Linked DNA regions of Gossypium hirsutum: region 2 is linked to region 1. Evidence: chromatin contacts called from public Hi-C data. All regions are on one chromosome and are shown on one strand. Each heading gives the region's core, a stretch centred on a gene start, on an enhancer-like site or on the middle of the called end of the contact. The rest is flanking DNA. Distances are from core to core; before and after follow the strand shown.

Region 1 (7,970 bases), core at 2,979-5,478:
CAAAAATGGCGGATAGGCTGTTCATATAGAAAACTTTTTCCTTTTCCAGAAACTTTGGTTATACGTATGAGACTCTCTATATTAATTAATGATTTTCTTAAATGCTTATTTTTTAAATAATGATACACAAATATAGTACAATGGATGCTTTAAAAAATTACGGTATATAATTATTAACAAAAATGTTAGATTATATCATTAGATTCAAATGCAATTTTATTATTTTAATATCTAAGTTTGTTTCTAGATGATTTAAGAAACATAATTTTCTTACCAATACAATGTTTTAAAATTTTATTTATTAATAATTAGGAAAATTAAAACTTTTATAAGTAGGATTCGAATCTTCAACTATATTTTAAAATATAAAAAAGGTAAATAAATGAGACTTATCACCATTCTATTTCTGTTTTTGAAATTTTTACTTTTCACCTATCCTCTACTTAAGAATAATTCTTACTAATTTTGAATATTCAATTTAATTCTTACTAATTTTGAATATTCAATTTAAACATAAAAAATAAATAAGTATAAGTAATTTTTTTCTTTATATCTATTTTAAGGTACATGCTCAGGGTTTGTGATTATTCTTTCTAATAATATTATTTTTAAAATTTTTAAAAAAATTTAAGAATGTAGTGTGTCTACCCACTTGTTGGTAGTAGATATAATTTATTATATAGAGTAATCTATTTTCCAAAATAAATTAAAGTTTAAAAGGTATAAAAATTCTTTCGAACTTTAAAAAAAAAAGACAATTAAGTTATTGTATTTTTTTTACTCAATTAAGTATTTAAATTATCAAAATATATCAAAAAAATCCTTTGACCATTAACACGTTATGATTGACTATTAAAATTAACAACACCCATTAGTTTTTTCTTTTTCAATTATCTCTACAATTTGTCACGTCATGATTGACGTGTAGCAAAAAATAATTAAAAATTATTAAAATAAATAAAAATATTAAAATAGATAAAAATTTAGAAAATAGAATAAAATAAATAAATTTAGAGTTAATATCTTCATCACGTGTCATGCCGTGGTTGTGATACGTAAAAAAATAAAAAAAATAAAAACATTATTTAAAAAACTATAAAGGAATGTAATAAAAATTACCTTGGTTTTGGGAGCAAGACCATCCATAAGGACGGCGGCGGCAGCAGCATTACAAGAATTGTTTTTTCAATGAGACAGATGCTAGAGTTAATCACCAACAGCCAAACGATACTGACGAAGTCTTGCGAATCCAGCGGCTTCCCGTCACCGTTGGCTAAAGCAATGGCCATGATTGCAGCAGCTTCCATAACCCATGAGAAGCGATTCCACATGAACCCCCAAAACTTGAGAATTTTGTTCATTTTGAAAACATAATTTTAACATCTATTATGATTCGGACGTAATTAATATCGAAATTAAATCCGTGGGAAAGACCTTTGTCTCTTCGGGCTTGTGTGGGCAGAAAACCTGAAGCCTGTTGGCACCCTCGTCCGAGCTTAATCCTTCTCTGGTACATTTCAGCTGTTCAAACACTTCCTCGATGGGGATTTTTTTTTCCCATAAACAAAGTATATTTCATGGCATTTAAATGAAAATTTATTAATACTTTTTTCTCAAAATTTGAGATTAATAAATTCATTCCATCATTCATAATATGTTTTTACGAACAAAGGGAATTTTTTATTTTTTTAAAAATTGGTAAAAATGTTTTTTCTATTTTCTAAATAATTTGTAATAATTTTTAAAATTTTCAAATAAATTTTAAATTTTTCTACATTATATATATATTATTTTAATAATTTTTAGCATTTTCCGTTATGTGTCACAACCATAATGTGATACATGATAAAAATAACTGAAAAGATTATTAATAACTTTTAATAGTCAACTATTTAATTTTAACAACTAATCATTAAATTTAACAATCAAAAAATCTTTTTAATGCTTTAATAATTTAAATATTCAATTAAATGTAAAAAATAAAATCTTAATTGTTAACTTTTTTTTAAATTAAAAAATTTTTACATCCTTAAACCTTAAATAATTATATAACACATCACAGTTTTAATATTATACACATATGGCAATATTAAGTCATTTATCAAGGAGATTCCCCTTTTTCCTATCCAAAAACGTTGTTCTTATCCGCTAGATCTGAAAAAAGAAATGTTGATCTTAAAAAATATTTAGGTAAATGTAACATTTTTTTCGATATTTAAAGAAATAAATCGATTTTAAAAACAAAAATTAAAAACACATTTTATAAGGTGCACTTTTTGACTTTTTAATATATTAATTTTTTTGATTAGATGTTTAAATGTTAATAATTTTGTCTTTAAGTCTCGAGTTCAATTCTTCTCTTACCTATATATATATTTCACGTTGTTTTGAGTTTTACTTTTATTTTTAATTATTATTTTTAACACATTAGCTTTTTTTTTTGTTTAGATGGTTAAATAATAGTAATTTTAACTTTAAGTTCTAGGGCTGATTCCTCTTCTAAAGCTCATTTGTATTTTTTTATTTCATGTTATTTCAAAATTTTTTAAATTAATGTTTTTAATCAATAAATATATTTTTTTTAAGTTCTTTATATTTTTAATTCATTTTTAATTAATAAATATTTTATTTATAAAATCAAAAAATTATTTTCAATTATATAATAATATATATTTTTTATGAAATTAATATTTATCATTATATTAAATATATTTTATTTTTAAAAAATCAACTAAATTTTTTATATTATCAAATATTTATTTTCTCCACCTATATTGTGAGTAAGGTGAATTCTAATATTATCAAATCTAATAATTATTTCAAATTGTCATTATTGTTTTTATAAGTAAAATATTTCAAATTTCAGTGCTTTTTCATTTATATTGTGGATATGATATTTTAAATATTTGAAATATTTGAAATATTTCAATTAATTATTTCAAATGCACATACAAAAATATATAATACTAAAATTTACTACACTCCTGATATGGATTGAAAAATAAATGTTACATATAAAAATTATATTTATTAAAAATAATGATATTTGTCAATAATTATTTGAATTTATAAATATAATTAAAAAGATGAATTAAAAATAAAAAAATTGAAAACAAAATATTTATTAATTAAAAATATTAATTAAAAATAATAATAATAAAGTTTGAAACAAACATAAAACAAAAAATACAATTATACTTAGTAGAGGAATCAAAGCTAAGACTCAATGATAAAATGACTATTATATAATCATTTAACAAAGAAGCTAATATTTTAAAAATAGTAATTAAAAATAAAAATAAATGTTGAAACAACATGAAATAAAAATACAAATATAAGTAAGAGAGAAATCAAATCAGAGACTAAAAACAAAATCACTAACATTTAACAATCTAATAAAAGAAACTAATGTATTAAAAGAATAAAAAAAATACGTCCTATAAGATGCGCTTTCAACAAAAAATATTTCATGCAATATACATTTTTTATTTCTCTCTAAAAAAATTAATCTATTTCCATAAATATAAAAGAAAAAGTTTACGTTTCCCTAAATATATTTTAAAATCTAACATTCTTCGTTTCAAATGTTTTGTAGGCGGAGAAGTCAACAAATTATTACTGACCATAAATAAATAAATACATACATGCATGCATATATGATGTGAAAGTAATTAAACAGAATTCCTTTCTTTTCTTTTTGGTTCATTATACCAAAATTCGTCAGCACCTTAGTCAAATAATTTGAATGGGAATTAAATTTGGCACGTTTTTCAATTCCTCTGTAATTAAATTGTCTTTAATATATTACAATATATAAAGGTTGTGTAATATTATATATAAGAATTTAATTTAATTTTAAAAATCATTAATATAATTATCAAATGTAACATCATATTACACATGATATACATAAATAATTATTTTTATTTAATATAAAATTAATTTATTTATTGCTTTAGATGTATATAATTGAATGTAAACCCAAGTTTGAGTTGATATTAATTTTATTAAAAAACCAAAAATGTAATAATTATATTGGGTAGGACAATTGTTTTCAAAAGTGAGGAGGAATGTATAAATTCAAAAAAGGGGCAAGAGTTGTTCAAATTCGCTTTTCTTTTGTGGAATTAAAAAAGGCTATTATTGGGATGGTGGGGGCATGTATGAGCGGCAGCAATGTGAATTTAGGCAGAGTTTACAACTATTTTTGTTTAGGTACACGTACGTATGTATATCTATTGTTGACTTGAAAACAAAATAATAATGGAGGGCAGCTCTGACGACGACCAATAATATATGTTAGCTTAAGTCCATTAAGAAAAAGTATTATCATAAAAGATTTGGTCCAATTTAGTAAGCTTTAAAGGGAGCTTTTGTCACCTATGGGCTTCTAATGCCTAATTTCTTATTTGTAATGGGCCAAATGAGCAATAAGGAAAGTGTGGCAGCTACAAATAACGATTCTGAATTTATATCCAATTTTCTAACATTCCGAAGAGATTCTCTTTTCAAAATCCACACCTACTAATTTCAAAGATAAAACAATCCTAAGATTATAGAATTTCTTCTTTCACATAAACTTTTATAATCTGATTTTTAGTGATTTTGTTAATTTAGTTGCTCTAATTAGAATAGTTGTTTAAATTTATCATTATTGTTAAAAATTCCGTTAATTTATTAACAAATTATTGATGATATTTTTTTTTACTTTTGACTAAAGCTAAAGATCTCTTTATAATTAATTCAAAATACTTTTTATTTATTTATTTGCAACATGAATATTTCAATTATGACATCATCAACCTTTAAATCCTCTTTTAAAATAATAAATCGAACAACAATAATAAATCATGATCATGATTCAACTCTCTTCAGTCAACCCACCTGTCTAACATAACACCACCTCCCTGTAGAATGACTACCCACGAGATGAATATAAGCATTTCGCAGTTTGGGTAAAATTTTGAGGGTGACCGCATGGGGAGGTGAGAAGAACTTTATTTCAATAATTGTATATTTGGTGAATAATCATTGAGTCAAAGTGTTATGTCTTGAATTTATTGTAATGGTTAGGATTTTCTCACTAACTTAATTTTAAAACTAGGGAAAGTAGTGAAAGGTCTAACACCTTAGCTAAGGTTAAAGTAGTTGAGGAATTGCATTTTGGAGAACTTTACTTAAAGTGTGATCAATGAATTCTTACTTAGATTGCATGCTTATTTATTTATGTGTATTTAATTAGCACATAAATTAAATTGATAGTAATAGGGAGATTTAATGACAATAACCACTAATTGAATGGAATTTTAATTAGTTATATTGTTTAAAATTAAGAATCATTGCCTTGGTTAATAATAAATATTAAGTCAAGTGTTATGATTTTAATGATCTTATTATTCACCTTATTTATGATATTTAGTCATGGAAGCCTTAGTAAGATAAGTTTTAAGGTAAGTGAATTGATATACATTATTTACCTTAAATTGTCATTGTATTGCGACTTGTTGACATTGATTTCATTGAATAGCGTGAGAATGAAATGAATAAATTAAATCTAGTAAATAAATTGTAACCTAAGAAGAATTACTAATAAATTAATGAAAGTCACTTTGAATCTTTGTAAACAAGTCTAGTTGGATATAGTTAGCATATTATAAGATAGTAGTACTATGTTTTTATAGTGATTGTGGTTGCGAGGCTGCTTTATGTGCTTGAGAGTTATTGTTGAGCGCTTTGCTCTTGGGAGTTTGGTTGATTATCATTCGCACTTTATACACACCAAAGTTATTATTATCGTTATCGCTTATGCTTTACATATATTAGTGTGTGGACTGGATCCGTATATTTAACCTTGACTTCCACTAGAGTTTACATATGTCGAGAACTATCGAATTACTATTAATAAGGTAAATATAGAATTGTCAATAGATATTATAAGTTTATACGATTGTTGAAATATAAATCGAATCAAATGCTACGTGCATGACAGATTTAAAATGTTATTGCTTATATAAATATGTTATGCTCTGCAAGCTAAAATGAAGATTTGAGTTTTTAAGTGACAAACCTACTAATGGCTAATTGAAAATGCATTTTGAATCCAACTGGAAACTAATCAAAACTCTAAATTATTTAATTTAGAATTTAATTTGTATAAAGCATCAGAGTAATGAACTAACATTGTTTCTAACGTTACTGAGTTATAGATGACTAAATTGATTAGAGAATAAGATTATGCTACTAAATTGCACATTGTGCATATTGATTTTTTTTTATAGTTTTAATGTTGGTTCATAAAAAATCAATAATGACTCTTATTTTATAGTTAGTTCTCAATAAATCACAGATTTATTTAAGTTATGTTGGCTGTTTTTATAAAAATAATCTGAAATTGTTTTATTAATTAAAAAATTATCTATTTTTTTATTAGGTACATAAATGACTTGAAATGAATAGTAAAAGTTGGTAGAGCCAAAGAGATTGGCGCCACTCAATTGCCACGTCAGCCAATCATTAGCTGCTAGAATTAAAAAATCAAATCTTTTGAGTGGAGCCAATATATTTGGCATGACATGTATAAATACTACTCTAATACCAGTATTTTTAAATAATTTGGGGGCCAGAAAATAACTAATAGTGATGGAGCCAAATAGATTGACACCACCACCTTTATTATGTCAGAATTTTTTAAAAGTGATTTTTATTTTTATTTTTATTTTTATTTTAAAATTAAAATTATTATTTTATTTGATAGAGTCATAGAAATGGCGTGACCACCATGCTGCCATTAATTATTTTGAGTTTTTTTAAATTGTTTGTTAATATTTTTTTTTTAATTTTGATGGAGCCATTCTCTTTGGCATGACCACTTTGATGGTGCCAGTGAGAATGGCGTGACAACCATAAAAATGATTTTTTTCCAAAATATTGGTAGAGACATTCTATTTGACTTGACCACATTGGTGGTGCTACATATGTAGATTTTTCTTGACACCCTTGTAACAGTTGAACCGGAAAAGAAGAAAAGAGAGAAATAATTGTGTTTAGTAGGAGAGCTTAGAAATTATGGTGAAGACGAATAACTCAGTGTTTTTTTGTGTACGCTCTTTTTTATGGAGAAATTGTAGAAGGTGATGTTGGTTATGAATTTCAAGGTCGTCAAAGAGTAGGGTTGTGATTCAATAAATCTGTGAAGTTGGAAGAAATGAAAAGAAAGATTAGCGCTAAAAGAAAGATTAGTGCGAAAATAGTTATCCTTTGTAGAAGGGCAATGTCTAGATTATTTTACAAGTTTCCAATCTCTACAGATCCGTGGAAATTTATGAAAATGCAACTGTTAGATGATGATGCCTTGGGTATTATGATAGCAATATGGTTGTCAACTGGGAATGAAAACCCCTAACCAGTTGAATTATTTGCCTAGTTAATCGATTTAGAACCCGTTGAGAATGTCAGTCCAATTAGTTAACATCGTGGGTTTGACTTTGATCTTAATTTCGGATGGACAAATCAGCTAGACTGTGGAAGGACATTGCAAATGCCTGAAAATCCAATTAATGCTGGGAGTTCGTATAACAACCCTATCTCAGATCCCCATCTACAAATACATCCGGAGGTGATAGGTACCGATGCAACGTCGAAGAAGGGTTCGATAATGATAAAGATTCTAATCACGATGTTGAAGATTTTAATGATCCCGATCTTGATGAGGTTCTAGATAATATCGACGATAAAGGCCCGGAAGAGGTTGAAGATGTTCACTCCCTTCTTTCAAGAACTCGAGTCGTGGCATTATTTTATGGAATGACTGTAGGACCCACATGTTGAGCGTAGATCCAGATGCAGTGCATGAGTTCCCGAGTACACTGATATAGTCTCTGCTTACAGATTGGCGTCAAGTTCGTAATTGGAAGAGTTGTTCATTAGGCAACGGTTTGAGAACAAGCCAGACTATGTGTTTGCCATCAAAT
Region 2 (7,970 bases), core at 3,386-5,885, 97 kb after region 1:
AAGTGCTGTGCTGCGATGGAGACGACCCAAAGATATCAAACTCGTAATGATGGCCGCCCCCTGACGAGCCCAGGAAATATTCGTTGTCTAGGAAATCCGGATGATAAGAAGTATCAGCCGAATGTGAATATGATTGCTCAGACTCGGCCTCAGGCTGTGCCTCGGGCTCCACCTCTCACTCGGGCTCGAGATCTGGCTGTGGATCGGGCTCTATATCGGCCACTGGCTCGTATGCCCCAGGTCGCTGCACATGCGGGGGGACTACAGTCGACTGGGCACCAAGTAAATATGGCTTTCCCATACTAAAGTACCATTGCATGTACTCTGGCGACGGTTGCAAATCGGAAGACATATCCATCCGAGGTCTTCGACCCATTCGATTATCCCACACCGTAATATATCCCCAGTGCGCAACCCCCCAATGTATTCCATGTTTCCCTCTCTTGTTGATGCCGTAAACCTTCCCCACCTCCTTTGGCGGATCTGGGATATACTGGATGCAACCAAACTGTCGTAGTACTCGATCCCCATGGTACCACTCGACTACATTGAAACTGATAATTGGTGCGTTAGTGCACCACAATTGAGAATGAATGTAGGCAGAAGATGGTATAATGGCCACAATTTCTGGTCTACGATATGACATCCAAATAAACTACACGATTAATACCATGGTTAAAATTTCACACGGTTTGAGTAAGATATATAAAGTAATTACATGTCGCAAATATTGGAATAGCTTACCCCTTCTCCAACATGTTGCTCAATCAACAAACGATATATCGAGACAGTGTACGACCTCCCGATACCTGGATAAATACTCCATCTACGGAAACAAATTTCAAAGAAATATAGTATCGTTAGAATAGTATCATTATAAAGAAACTATCAATTAATAACAAGTTAAATTTTATCACCTGTTAACTAGTGGATACACGTATGGCTGGTGACTAACCGATACCAAGAATGGCATTCGATAAAGAGCCCATGGCTGCAACAATATAAGGCATCCGCCTATGTCTGCAGTATGAGGCTTTGTTGTCCGACAAAGCTCACGATACAACATAGCCAGAACTACGGAGCCCCAGCTATACGAACGAACATTATGCAAATCAGTTAATAGAGGTAAATACATGATATGAACCCTGTTGTTGTTCGTATCGAGCATCAATACACCCCCTATAATATGCATAATGTACGCTCGAGCTGCGCACATCAACTTTTCTTCAGTGGCATTATCTGGTAAATGCTGAAAATTTGCTTTCAACCATGTAAATTTCAAAACCGATAAATTGGACTTATCATCGCCGGGCGAGGCTCCTAGGAGGCTATAACAAAGTGCAGCCGGCTCAGCTATCGCACTTACGCCCGTTACCGGATTCCTGTCGATTGGGAGCCCAAGTTGCAGTACAACATCCTCCAGAGTAACAGTGCACTCCCCACACGGCAAATGAAAAGTGTGGGTCTCCGAGCGCCAACGCTCAACCAATGCGAATATTAAATCGTACCGCAAATCAAACGTCCGGATCAATCCTGCTGACCCGAATCCAGCTAGCTCCAAGTACGGCATCAGTCGTGCATCTGGGGAATATCCTCAACCATTCACCCGGCCCCTTAATACGCGGTACGAATCCTGACAATGTTAAATTGCAGAAAAAAGTTATAATAACAAAATTTATTTCCGTAAATTACATAAATCTTTTTTAATGGAACCTGTGAGTAACAAATAACAATATATTACCTTTTTATTAACTGTGTCAGCTATGTGAAGATCTTCCTTAATCAATGAAGCCATTGCCATACCTGCAATTTCAAATAAATTTCGGTTATTAATTTTACTGTTTGATGGATTTTAAATATTTGTCAAAATAACTAAATTTTATATATTGCTTTTAATTACAAAAAAATACCAAACCGTTTTTTCGACAGCATATTTTTGTCATACTACATTAAAAAAAATAAATATACCCAATTCAAATACAAATATTTTTATTATTATTTTAAAATGATAATAAGTAAAATATTTTGGTTTAAATTATAATATATATAATATACCCGGCATGTAGTTCAATATATTTTGGTATTTATTTTATTTTTAGATTTTATTTTTTAAAATATATTATTTTCGTATATTATTTTTTATATTATTTTAGTACATAATATTTCAAATGTATTATTTTTGTATTATTTTTATATTAATTTAATAAAAAACTCTGATTTTGACCGTTTTTTTTATTTTATTTTCGGATTTTACTTTTTAAAATATACTATTTTTGTATTTTATTTTTTATATTATTTTAGTACATAATGTTTCAAATGTATTATTTTAGTTTTTTTTTATATTAATTTAATAAAAAACTCTGATTTTGGCCGTTTATTTTTTATTTTATTTTCGGATTTTATTTTTTAAAATATACTATTTTCGTATTTTATTTTTTATACTATTTTAGTACATAATGTATCAAATATATTATTTTAGTTTTTTTATATTAATTTAGAAAAAAAACTCTGATTTTGGCCCTTTTTATTTTTTATTTTCGGATTTTATTTTTTAAAATATACTATTTTCGTATTTTATTTTTTATATTATTTTAGAACATAATGTTTCATGTATTATTTTAGTTTTTTTATATTAATTTAATAAAAATCTGTGATTTTGGCCGTTTTATTTATTTTGTTTTCGGATTTTATTTTTTAAAATATACTATTTTCATATTTTATTCTTTTATATTATTTTAGTACATAATGTTTCAAATGTATTATTTTAGTTTTTTTATATTAATTTAGAAAAAGCTCTGATTTTGGCCTTTTTATTTTTATTTTCGGATTTTATTTTTTAAAATTTATTATTTTCGTATTTTGTTTTTTATATTATTTTAGTACATAATGTTTCATGTATTACTTTAGTTTTTTTATATTAATTTAGAAAAAAACTCTGATTTTGGCCCTTTTTATTTTTATTTTCGGATTTTATTTTTTAAGATATATTATTTTCGTATTTTTTATATTATTTTAGTACATAATGTTTCATGTATTATTTTAGTTTTTTATATTAATTTAGTAAAAATATGTGATTTTGGTGTTTTTTATTTTGTTTTCGGATTTTATTTTTTAAAATATACTATTTTCGTATTTTATTTTTTTATATTATTTTAGTACATAATGTTTCAAATGTATTATTTTAGTTTTTTATATTAATTTAGTAAAAAATTCTGATTTTGGCCGTTTGTTTTTTATTTTATTTTCGAATTTTATTTTTCAAAATATACTATTTTCGTATTTTATTTTTTTATTATTTTAGTACATAATGTTTCATATGTATTATTTTAGTATATTTATATTAATTTAGTAAAAAACTCTGATTTTGACCTTTTTTATTTTATTTTTGGATTTTTTAAAATATATTTTTTAAAATATACTATTAAGTTATTCTTTTAATATTTTTATACTATTTTTGTAAAAAAACTCATCACATAAAAAAATCAAAATATAACATGCCAAATAAAATTAATAAAAAATATATCTAATTAACCTAAAACACACTTACCAAATAAATTAAATAAAATAATAATAAAATATTTTTTGTACATAACATAGATAGGATTTTTTACTTCAATGAAAATTAAAAATAAATTATGAATATATATAAAAAATAAAATAAATACAAACATACCTTAATATCTCTTTTTATCCAAAATATACCTTACAAAAAATTAAATTTAAAAATTAAATCAAAATCAATCAACAATAATAACATTAACAATTAATATAAATCATTTATTTCCTTAAATTAACAATTAAAAATTATTTCTTTAAAAAAATATTACTTTTTTTTTCCTTCCCTCCCTCCTCTTCTTCTTCTCCTTCTCTTTTTCTTTCTCTTTTTCTTTTTCTTTTTTCTTCCCTCACCAATGTTGCCTCTTCCTTCTTCTTCTTCTTCTCCTCCTCCTTCTCCCTTTCTTCTTCTTCTTCACTCACGCACACAAAGAAATTGGGGACTATTTTAGGGTCCTCAAACACATAATAAAACAAAAGAAATGGCTCAGAGCAGTCCCGTCGGTGGCAGTGAGGAGTCCCGTCGGTGCAGAAGAGTGAGCGTTGCCGCCTGTGGGGTACCCTCCACCCTTATTTTATTATTATTTTTGTCCTATTCTTTTTTTTTTAACATGCAAATCTATAAAAAATGTTTAGATTTGAGGGTGGTGCCGCCTATGCACCACCCTTGCAATGATCTGTTTTCGTATTTAATCTTAAAGACATCCTATTTTAATTTTTTTTCATATTGTTATAGTAAAAATCCCTCGAATAAAGATAAGCAAATGAACAAGAAAAAGAATAAAGTTATTTTCTTTTAAAATTATTTTTATATTTATTGATTTATGGTCTAACGTCGAAGTGGTCATAAGCGTGTTGCTGTTTGAAGAATTTTTAAAAATATTTTACTGGAACAAATCAAATAAATTTGAATAAGTCCTAATTATAAAATATCTTGTCGGCTAAGGGTCAACCTCAGTAACTGTCATGAACCATTTTAATCCAACGGTTCTCAATACTTCCTTTCACATCAACGTATCTTTTCTTCTATCCTGATCTGAGAATTCTTAAAAAGGAACGAACCCCGAACGTACATTGCAATGGGCAATAAAAAACCACGAGCACATCAACATCTCAGTTTCAGCCAATAATATCCCTCCGCGCGTTACCCTAGCATCCATCTTATGGGACTCTACCTCCTTAACCTCATACACATAACCACACCCTATAACTCTCCCCACCCTTTTCCCTTCACCGGTTCTTCCTCACCGGCGACAAATCTACTTCCCTCTCACCGCACCGGAGCCGAATCATATAAATAGCAATTCAACAAGCGGCGGATGAAATTTTCAGTTTCGTGACTCGGGCTCCATTCAACGTCACATCCCTCGAGTTCAGACTTCAGATCGACTCAGTCTTCTTATAAGGAAAAAGGGAAAGGGGGGAGATTGAGGAATTAGAGTGATAGAAGACGATGAGGGGCGGTTTACCTATTAGCCGTCGATCGGTTTTCAAGTTGCGTCAAGTTGGGATCGGGACGCTTGGATCGGCAAAGATCAAGATCCTTCTCTGCGGTTGCGTCGTGTTAAGTCTACTCGCAATCGCGAACCGAAACCGCGACAGTTCTTCGTTTATGGGATGGACCGGTGACTTTGACCGCTCTTCTTCTCCAAGGTGCATCTCCCTATTACTATATATTAACTTTTATAATCTTATATTTTCGTTTGAATTTTCTTTCAGATTTTTGTTGAGTAGTTTCCAAGTTTAGATATAAAAAAAAAGGAACCATGACTAAAAGAGGTTCGTTTGTTTTTGGAAACTTCGAGTAAATATATCATCTAAATCAAGATTTTTATTGGAAACTCCATCAAATTGTTATCAAGTTCTTTTATTTATGGTAATTTAATTATTTTTAAACCATAACAACAGTTAGGATCTGAAACTAAACCCGTTTTAGCTTAAAATATTAGGAAGTGATTGATAATTCTAACTTCAAATTTAAAGGTTCTTTTTGGTGTTTATTCTGTTTAGATGTATAAAGAAGGGTGTTTTTTTTTTGTATAGGAAAGTTCATATCTTTTAAAAGTTCTTTTTTTTTTAAATTTTCTTAGGGATCTTGAACACGAACAAAATCACTCTGAGCTTATATTGTTACTAAAAATTTCAACAAATGATTGATATACAGTAGAAACTTAAATCTATTAAAGGCATTTACTGAAAAAATTTCCAGATTTGATAATAAAGTGATGATTTTCATTACTGGGTTGTGTAAGTACAGGGGAAGATACTCGATTGTAATGAATACTTGGAAAAGATATGATCTCTTGAAGAAGTCGATTTCCCACTACACGTCATGTCCGAGGCTCGATTCTGTACATATTGTATGGAGTGAGCCGGATCCTCCATCTGATTCGCTTAAAAGATATCTCAACCATGTTGTGCGTTCAAACTCTAGAAAGGATCAGCAAGTTGAGTTGGTCTTTGATATCAATAAAGAAGATAGCTTGAACAACAGATTTAAAGAAATTAAGGATTTGAAGACGGATGCGGTTTTCTCAATTGATGATGATGTTATATTCCCTTGCACTTCTGTAGAATTTGCTTTCACTGTTTGGCAAAGTGCCTCAGATACAATGGTGGGATATGTTCCTCGTATGCATTGGGTAGATCAAAAGGTGCGCATATGTTCTGCAATTTTGATGTTAGCCTTGCTGTATCAGTTTCCTTTGGTAAGTTTAGGCATACAGTTTCAGACTTCTGACTTATGATTGTAAATATGCCTACTTCTGGCACTGAGCTTCATATCTGTTGTCTTCATTGAGAAATTCATGAAACTTAACATGTTACTAAACAAAATCTTGTAGCTTTATCCGTATGTTAATATTGTATACCATTGATTGAAACTTTTACTTGGCATTGACTAATGGATTGATTACAAAACTCTTTTTTCTTAGTTGTCATAAATGTGAGGATCATAAACCTCCTGCACTGCAAGATATTCAAATTACTTGAAAAGAAAAGATAAGCTCTTGATTTCATCTTTATGCAGAAAGGAGAGAATAAATACAAATATGGCGGATGGTGGTCAGTTTGGTGGACTGGTACATACAGCATGGTACTCTCAAAGGCTGCCTTCTTCCACAAGAAGTATCTCAAACTTTACACTGATGAGATGCCTGCATCACTTAAAGAATACATAACCAAGAACAGGTCCCTTTTCATTTACTACTATTGCGGACTTTTTAAATGGTTTCATCATTATATGCAACTTACATGTTCTTTTATTATACTAACTCCATGGCTGAATTCACCAGGAATTGTGAAGATATTGCGATGTCATTTCTTGTTGCAAATGCGACAGATGCTCCTCCCATTTGGGTGAAAGGTAAAATCTAAAGGAATCTATATACAAATATTTTTCTCTCTTTTGTGATCCTCATGTTATGCAAAAATGATTGGCGGGGCATACCACATGTGCATTAAGAAAAAAGCCTTTAAATAATAGAAAGCATGTACAATCAAGATGTTGCGATGGGCAGTTACAAGACTAGTCATAGTTTAGTTCTATGGGCATAGTATTCGTATAGATGGTACTGATTTTGGCTAACAGATGTTAAATATTTTGGCTAGTAATGTTATCTTTTGCTTTGATCTCAAAAGAAGTTGCTTTGATTGAGTTCTTTCTTCCAGATTCTTGAAGTTGAAAATTATCTAGGGTTTTGTTTCAACCAACTTCTTTCATTCTTTCTTTTAAAATTTTACGAATTTCCTTGCTTACTCTTACATCATTATATGTTAATTCTTGTGCTCCAATGGTAGGGAAAATATTTGAGATCGGTTCAACTGGCATTAGCAACCTGGGAGGTCATAGTGAAAGAAGAACAGAATGTGTCAACAAGTTTGTGGATGAGTTTGGACGAATGCCCTTAGTTCCGACTGTTATGAAGGCTGTGGATAGCCGCTACAGTTGGTTTTGGTGATGCCTGAGATGCACCATTAACACGGCTTCACTTCCACTTATTTATTGCTCAATCCGCAGGTTGAGATCATTGCAACACTGTTTCAATTATCCTGAGTTTGTATAATATATAAATTTTGTTGTACGCTTAATGTGTTTTGAGAGAATAGATTCGTGCCAACACGGTATTTCACCATTTGGGACTTTACAAAGTAGTACTTAACTCTGATCTCCTGACTTAGGAACAGATTAATCATTTTAGAATGTACTGTTTTTTCGTCGTTGATGTTCTTTCTATGCTTTACAATATTCGAAGCCATACTTGATTTAAAACCGTTAGCATTTGAGCATTAATAAAAGCTGCAAAAGAACTAAATTAACATTTGATAAACTTGTGAATTCTCAAAACTTCCAAAGCAACCACATCAAAACAAAACTACGATAAACAACTCATAGCGTTCTCAGATTTTTCTCTAGT

What was found. A called contact is a pair of places that touch in the nucleus more often than the background predicts.
Region 2: a contact with region 1 is called in a Hi-C map of leaf, with 2.7 times the contacts expected there. The contact joins the promoter of LOC107960341 here to the enhancer-like site in region 1. A contact is called at or near these places in 3 of 34 Hi-C or Micro-C datasets (all in leaf).

The regions. Positions count from the first base shown.
Region 1 is chrA05:78,212,228-78,220,197 of Gossypium_hirsutum_v2.1, forward strand. No RefSeq gene overlaps it. Among protein-coding and RNA genes, the nearest start is that of LOC107957325, 16 kb to the right of the region's middle. Within about 2 kb of position 4,229, at least 3 of the 9 cell types and tissues checked have an H3K27ac peak or open chromatin away from gene starts, as enhancers often do. A contact at or near this core is called in leaf, where this site is marked.
Region 2 is chrA05:78,309,022-78,316,991 of Gossypium_hirsutum_v2.1, forward strand. It overlaps LOC107960341 (glycosylinositol phosphorylceramide mannosyl transferase 1), which reads left to right and starts at 4,636. Exons shown (of 5, transcript XM_016896676.2): 1 at 4,636-5,208; 2 at 5,813-6,209; 3 at 6,584-6,744; 4 at 6,849-6,919; 5 at 7,354-7,776. The coding sequence starts at 5,009. The coding sequence ends at 7,514. It overlaps LOC107960342 (60S acidic ribosomal protein P0), which reads right to left. Exons shown (of 5, transcript XM_016896677.2): 5 at 7,849-7,970.